Linked DNA regions of Sus scrofa: region 1 is linked to region 2. Evidence: chromatin contacts called from public Hi-C data. All regions are on one chromosome and are shown on one strand. Each heading gives the region's core, a stretch centred on a gene start, on an enhancer-like site or on the middle of the called end of the contact. The rest is flanking DNA. Distances are from core to core; before and after follow the strand shown. Region 1 holds the start of NADSYN1 (glutamine-dependent NAD(+) synthetase). Region 2 holds the start of LOC102159152 (mas-related G-protein coupled receptor member X2-like).

Evidence for each region. Hi-C and Micro-C count contacts between places; a contact is called where the count stands out from the background.
Region 1: a Hi-C map of liver shows a contact between it and region 2, with 16 times the contacts expected there. The contact joins the promoter of NADSYN1 here to the promoter of LOC102159152 in region 2. A contact is called at or near these places in 1 of 5 promoter capture datasets (liver) and 2 of 47 Hi-C or Micro-C datasets (fibroblasts and liver).

What each region holds. Positions count from the first base shown.
Region 1 is chr2:2,370,169-2,373,721 of Sscrofa11.1, reverse strand. It overlaps NADSYN1 (glutamine-dependent NAD(+) synthetase), which reads left to right and starts at 1,366. Exons shown (of 21, transcript XM_021082640.1): 1 at 1,366-1,615; 2 at 2,504-2,564. The coding sequence starts at 1,531.
Region 2 is chr2:2,327,591-2,331,127 of Sscrofa11.1, reverse strand. LOC102159152 (mas-related G-protein coupled receptor member X2-like) reads right to left here and starts at 1,867. Exons shown (of 1, transcript XM_005660597.2): 1 at 418-1,867. The coding sequence starts at 1,471. The coding sequence ends at 446. It overlaps LOC106509286, which reads left to right. Exons shown (of 5, transcript XM_013994001.2): 5 at 1-254. The coding sequence ends at 223.

The DNA of each region.
Region 1 (3,553 bases), core at 117-2,616, 43 kb before region 2:
CTTGTGGCCTATGGAGTTCCCAGGCCAGGGATCAGACTCAAGATGCAGTTGTGACCTATGCAGAAACTGTGGCAACGCGGGATCCTTTAACCCACTGTGCAGGCCAGGGATTGAACCTGTCCCAGCGCTGCAGAGACGCCAGCCAACCTGTTGTGAAACAGCAGGAACTTTTTTTTTTTTTTCTTTTTCCATTTACTTTTTTTTGAAGTCATTATCTTTGGATATTCAGTTTGTCCCATATTTGGCCAGTGGGAACCCCTTCAACTGACTCTTTTTTCCCCCAAATAATATATTCCCCCCATTTTTCAAGAACGTCCTTATTTTCTGCTGCAACCAGACCCTGGAGGATTTGCTCCTTCCTTCTCAGAAGCACAGAACCAGCCATTGTTGGCAGGAGATACCTGAGCAAAGGCCAGAAAGAGCTGAGAGATTTCTGGGAATGAAAACTACCCCCGAGGGTTGAAGTGAAGTGTTATGAATTAACACATGAACATTTTTGTGCTTTTCCGAAATTTCCAAATTTTCCATCACGAACAAGGATGACTTTATCAACGAAACAAGTCTGAAAACGCGTACCTGCGGCAGAGGCAGCCTTGCAAACCGGGAGAAAAGGATGACCTGTCCATCCAGGATGGTCAGCCAGCTACTTGCTCCTGTGGGGAAAGGATGGATTCCTACCCTAAGGGAACTAAAGGCTGGAAGGCGAAAAGGAAACTTGAAAAACCGCTGGAGTGAACAGGTTCAAATGCGGCGGGAGAGAACACTGTCATCAGTATGATAACACCACGCAGTTATCATACTGAGTAAGGCTGCGCATCTATGTTCCCTGGCAGGCAAGCCTGGGTGGGTGTAAGTGCGTATGTGCTGGCACAACGCTGCTGGTAACTTCAGTGTCCTTCTGTTTATGAACGGTTCACGAGCGCTTTCTTCCTCCCACGGGATGCCAAGTGCAGAAAAAAGGAACCCAACATAACTAATATTACAGAGGAAACACCCAAATTGCACAAGGGCATTACGACGCAGTTTGCAGGGAGCTGTGGATAAAACAGGGGCGGTGGGCAGCGCTCCCGGACCTGGCGACACAGTTCCGCCCACCTGGGTCAGCGTAGGGGCGGCGCGGGCTGGGCGTGCTGCGCATGGGCACACGCCTTTCAGTGGGGCGCCCTTCTGCGCAGGCGCGGCGGTGAGGGGCGCTCGCGGGCGGGGCGGGGTGAGCTGGGGGTCACGGCCGGGCGATCTGGGGGCGTGGCCTGACGCCACCAGCTCTGCGGTCCTGTCTGGGTCTCCGCTCTTCCGGCGGGGCGGGGCGAGCCGGGGGCGGGGCGGGGCGAGCCGGGGGCGGGGCGGGGCGGTCGGGGGCGGGGCCGGGCGGGGCCGGGCTACCTGGGGCGTGACGCCGCCGTCCTGTCCCTGCAAGGCCTGGCCCGATCCCGCGGGGCGACCCGGAAGGGCTGGACCCGCCAGCGACTCTCGCTAGGATAGAAAAACTCGCTGTCCGGCCGGCCTTTCGCGCGGGCTCCTGCAGCCAGGATGGGCCGGAAGGTGACCGTGGCCACCTGCGCGCTCAACCAGTGGGCCCTGGACTTCGAGGGCAATTTGCAAAGGATTTTAAAGAGTGAGTCTGGGGGCGGCTGGGGAGGAGGATTGGAGGTCCGTTCTGGCCGGCCCGGCTTGCTTGTGGCCCTCAGACAGCCTTGCTCTGGAGAAAGTCGCCCGGGGCGTGGGGACAGATAAGATACCCTATCTTACCGTGACTAGGTCCGTGCTGTACGAGCCCAGGTCCCTGTGAATAGGGGGTGGGTAACAGTGCCTGGGGACACGAGGAATGGACACGCGGTAAGACGAGTGAGGCCGTGGAGGTCGAGATGGGAGGGGCGAGCCTGTCCTCAACTATCCCTGGGGTCTCTGGTGGCATTTCGAGAGCTGAGCTGCCCAGAGGTGTGTGAGGGGAGAGAGAGAGGGCGGCCAAGCCCCCGCGGGGAAGTCTTGAAGAAAAGCCCACGGTGGGCGGGTCCCTGATGCCTGAGGACCTTCCTGGGGGGTGGACATTGAGGAAAACCCACCCAAAGAGGGAGGGGGTGGGGCGAGCCCACCAGCTCAGAGACGGGGGTGTGGTCCTGTGTGTGGGGTCGCCATGCAGTTATCGTTTTTTGCATCCTCTTTGAGTTTGCACTGTTCACACCTAAACCTGCAGTGGGGGCTGCCCGAGTTGGATGGTGCCCCCTGCTGGTGCCTTCGGGTCCTGCTTCCTCCCCACACCTGATCTTCTGCATCGGCTGTTATTAACCCGCCAGGGTGTGACCCCATGGCCTCCCTCCCCCGCCCCTTGGTGCTAAAGGTCAGCCCTGCAGGCCCTGCCTGGATCTCACTCCCGCCGCTGTCAGCAGGGTCTGGGAGGTGACCTTTGGTTTCTTAAGACACCCACGGCTGCGGTTTTGAGTCCGCCTTTGGACACATTGGCGGTGCTGAAGTTGCCCCTCTTCCTCTCTCTTTGTACATGTAGGTATTGAAATTGCGAAACACAAAGGAGCAAAATACAGGCTTGGACCGGAGCTGGAAATATGGTGAGAGCAGAGAACACAGACACCCCCCCCCAGGACGGGCAGGTAGAGGCGTCTGTGTCAGCTCCTCTTGGCCGAGAGGGTATTGAGGGCCTCAGACACGCAGGCCCTTTTTCGGGACCCTCAGAAACCCGAGTGGGCCCGCTTGGTGCCCTCAAACAAGAGCAGGCCCGGCAGGGCTGGGAGAGCCTCGCTTCCTACGTCGAGCAGCATCGGAGCTCATGAAGGAGCTGACTCGTCGCAGTCTGCGCGGCTTTCTTTCTTTTTTTTTTAGGGCTGCACACACAGCATATGGAGGTTTCCTGGCTAGGGGTTGAATTGGAGCTGCAGCTGCCAGCCTGCACCACAGCCATGGCACCACGTGGCAGGATCCAAGCCACGTCTGTGACCTACCCACAGCCCACGGCAACACCAGATCCCCTACCCACTGAGCGAGGCCAGGGAAAGCTGTGGCTGGATGTCAGGCCTTGGGCTGGTGTTTTTTTTTTTATCACATGTGGCCTGGGAGGTAAGGGAGTGACGGCCTCTGAAGCAGGAATCTGTCCTTGGAGAGGAAGGGACAGGAAGCTGGACAGGAAGGGACAGGAAGGGAGAGGAAGCTGGATCCCTCACGGGGTAGCTCCTGACTCCAGGTCGCTCATCTAAGAACCAGGCTCTCCCTCGTCTCAGGACCAGAGGCCGAGAGGCACGCCTTCCAGGCATAAGGGTGGCAAAGGCGGGTTGGGGGGTTGCGTTCGTGTGTGCAAAGTTTGCCTAAGACTTGCACCATCACTTCCAGGCCACTTAAACACATTTCCAAAGATGCTTTTTCCAAATGAGGGCACATCCACAGGCTCTGGAGGTTAGAACACGGACACGTGTTTTGAGGGGACACCATTCAGCCCGCTTCAGACTTAAGGAACAATAGCAAGAACCTCGGGGAGTTCCCGTAGTGGCGCAGTGGTTAACGAATCCGACTAGGAACCATGAGGTTGCGGGTTCGATCCCTGCGC
Region 2 (3,537 bases), core at 618-3,117:
AGAACGTGCTGGAAAAATGGGCAAAGGACGGAGGCTCGTCATTTCTAAGGACCCATCCACACCCAAAAGGAATTTAGCAGCCTCATTATCCCAGACTGAACACGAGCGAGTCACTGGCAGCCTAGCCGTCAAGGTCCGGTGTCACTGCTGCGGCGAGGGCTGTTGCTGTGGCTTGGGGTCGATCCCTGGCCCGTTAACATCCACGTGTCTCAGGAATGGCTGAAAAAAACAAAACCCTGAAAACTGGCAGAGTTTCGCCTGTAAGGCAAGGTTGAAACGGACCCTCCGAGGCCGGCGAGTGACGCGACGATGCTGCTTGACACACGTTCTGCAGGATGATCCGACAGTGGTTCCAAAGGCTCAGGTGCGTGTGTGCCTTTGGTTTCAGACACCAAAAGAGCTGCTTCCAGAGGTTCTTAGTTTTTTTGCACAGAGAAGGGAACTCTTAGGGGCTGCCTTGGGGAGCTCTCTGCTGACGATGAGGCATGGTTACTACCTGGAAATTGTGGGTGCCATGCTTCAGGAACCTGCGTCCATCCTTCTCCTCCTTGCCAATGGGGGGCACCTTCCCATCTTCCCCGTACTCCACCTCCTCGCCCAGGGCTCCCCGGAGGACCACCTCGAGGGGCTTGCTCGGCCGCTTCCTGTGAAGGCCACCGATGAGGTAGAAGGCAGGGTTAGCCGTGCTGTTGACACAGGACAGGAGGACACAGAGGTCGTTGAGGGTGTGATCTCTCGTTTTGGCCACGGCGAACCTGATGATGCTGAGGGGCAGACCGAAGAGGAAGAAGCCCAGGACAGAGAGCAGAAGGACCACGTAGAGCTTTGGGGGATGCTGCTGCTGGGCGCTGGCCTGGAGGCGGCAGAGCAGCAGCAGACTGGACGCGCCCAGGATGGAGAACAGGAGGAAGACCCAGGCGGCGGTGGCGGTCACAAGCGCGGGACAGAACTCTGTCTCTGGGATGAGTAACTGACCACAGGCGTGGCCTCTCAGGATATTGATCAAAAAGGTCAGAATCCAGAGGAGGACGCTCACGATGGCCGACAGGTGCTCGGGGCAATGGCACCGATACCAAATCGGGAAGAGGACGGACAGACAGCGCTGGAAGCCGATGGCCGTCAGGATGCCCAGGCCAGTGAAGTAGAAGAAGAACGTCAGGACCACGAAGACCTCGGGAAGGTGAAAGCACCGTCGGAGGAAAAACCTCAGGATTTGGCGGACAGAGAACATAATCTGGAAGCAAAGATGCATGAAATCTGCGATGGCCAGATTGGAGCTGTAGACGAAGAAGGAGCTCTTCTGGGCCGACAGATGGACAAACCCGATGACCAGTCCATTTCCCACCAGCCCGCAAAGGGCCACAGCTACCGTGATGGACCGGAAGGCCACGTGGCCAGTGAGCCCCAATCCTGCAGCCAGCTCTGCGGCCTCAGTGCCAGACGGATTACTTGTCTTGCAGTAGTTGTCCATGGTGAGGGGGTCCGAGCTCAGGAGGACTCCACTGGGTCCTTTGGACCGGTGACCCCTGGCCCTCCTGGGGAGTCAGAGATGACATGCAGACACTCCGGCATGCAGGGAGGGCCCTGGCTCTCCCCCGCCTGTATTCCTCGTCTCTCCTCCCCTCCTTTCCTCCCTTCTTGCCCCTTCGCCCCATCGCTCTCTCTTACTCTTCCCCTTCCCTCAGTTTCCCACCTCCAGGCCCAGCCACACGCATCCCGAGTACCAGACCTTCCTGTGGTTCTGAGCTCTCCCTAAGGGATGAGCCAAGAGCCCAGCTGCATCCTCTTGAGCTGGACCCTTGGGCATCGGCATGGCTCACTCACTCAATCGTCTCCGCATCTAACCAGCTGGTTCGCTTGTGTCCTCTCTCCCTCAGGCTCTGAGCAAAATGCGAGGTGGAAGCAGGTGGGGAGACCCAGTCTCTGCCTGCAAGGACCCCGAGGTCACAACCACTGACGGGACAGTATGATTGGAACTCTAGCCCTCGGGGGACAGTTGACCCTTGAAGACCTGGTAGACGTTACCAAGGAGGATGGCACCCAATGCAGAGAAACCACTTGAAGAAGGGCCAGAGGCTTGGGGGAGCATGTCCACGCCGAGGGTGGAACGCTCAGTACGGTTAGTACATGAAAAGGAGTTCAGGGTACAGGGGAGAGGATGACGGAAGATGGCAAGGTGTGTGGAGGCATCTGGTCTGCCTCCATACCTGTGTCCAGGTGGCAGGCCCACTGACCTCGGTGGAGGAAGTCAGCTAAGTATCATATGATAGCACCTCTATGTGGACTCGAATAAAGAATGATACAACAGAGCTTTTTTATAAAACAGAAACAGACTCCTAGATTTCAAAACCAGTCTTATGGTCGCCATAGGGGAAACCGTTGTGGGAAGGGAAGAATCGGGAGGGTGACAATGACATGGACACGCCACTGTATAAAATAGATGATTGATGAGAAGCTACCACAGAGCACAGGAGAACCTACCCAAGAGTGTGTAATAACCTAGAGGGGGAAAAAGAATGGATGTATGAATACGTGTGCCTGATTCACTTTGCTGAACACCTAAAACGAATATAACATTGTAAGCCAACTAAACCCCAATAAAACAAAATAAAATAAAACATGTAATTAATAAAAGGACCAAGGGATACAGAGAAAAGGAAAGGGTGCAGAGGAAGAAACCAGAAGCGAGTGATGTCTGAGGAGCTAAGGGGGGGCACAGACGCAGAGGAGGGTCGGCAGTCCCGTAGAAAGCCCTTGAAGTTTGAACCCATGAACTATATCAGTAGTATGAAGGATTGAGCATGTTTGGGATGGTTTTAGAGTGTAGACCCATAATGCACTAGCAACAATATTCTAGGGACATGAAGGAGAAAACTGTAGGAGGTTGATGTCATCACGAATAACTTACGGTGCTCACCAAAATATCCTGGGCACTGTTTGCCCAAGGAGCCCGCGCCCTGGGGCCAGTCCACTGCTTCGATGGCTGGAGAGTGGTCAGGACACCAAGGCCATCTTCTCTGTGATAGGTCCTAGGCTGCTTCTTCGCCGAGCCCTGTGACTGCCGACTCTGGTAGCTGTTCCATTTCAGACTCTCATGGTTTAAGGTATTAGTCTCTCCACGCCATGTAGTCCTAAGGCAGAAATGGCATAAGTCACTCCATGAAATCATTGGATGAGAATGCTGGGGTGAGGCGGGCTGAGCAGGGAGGAGAGCAAACACATGGTAGCTAAAATGGGGAAACCCCTGGGGAATCATGCAGAAGGGCATGACCAGGGCATCACTGTTTGCAATCAAGACATCAGACCAAAGCCCAGAGGGCAGGGAGAGAGAAGCTGGATGAACCTCAGAGCCGTGGCAGGTTGGAAAGCCAGGGTGAGAACAGCAGAGGCACCAGAGAGGGCACAGATGCTCTGGCTCCGGAGCAGAGGCTGGCTCAACACCTGGGGGAAATTCAGAGAAGCGTAGGAGGTGGATGGCTCACGCTTCCCTTTGGTGCTGGCCCTGGAACCGGTTCCAGGAGGCACCTTCTCTGGAAC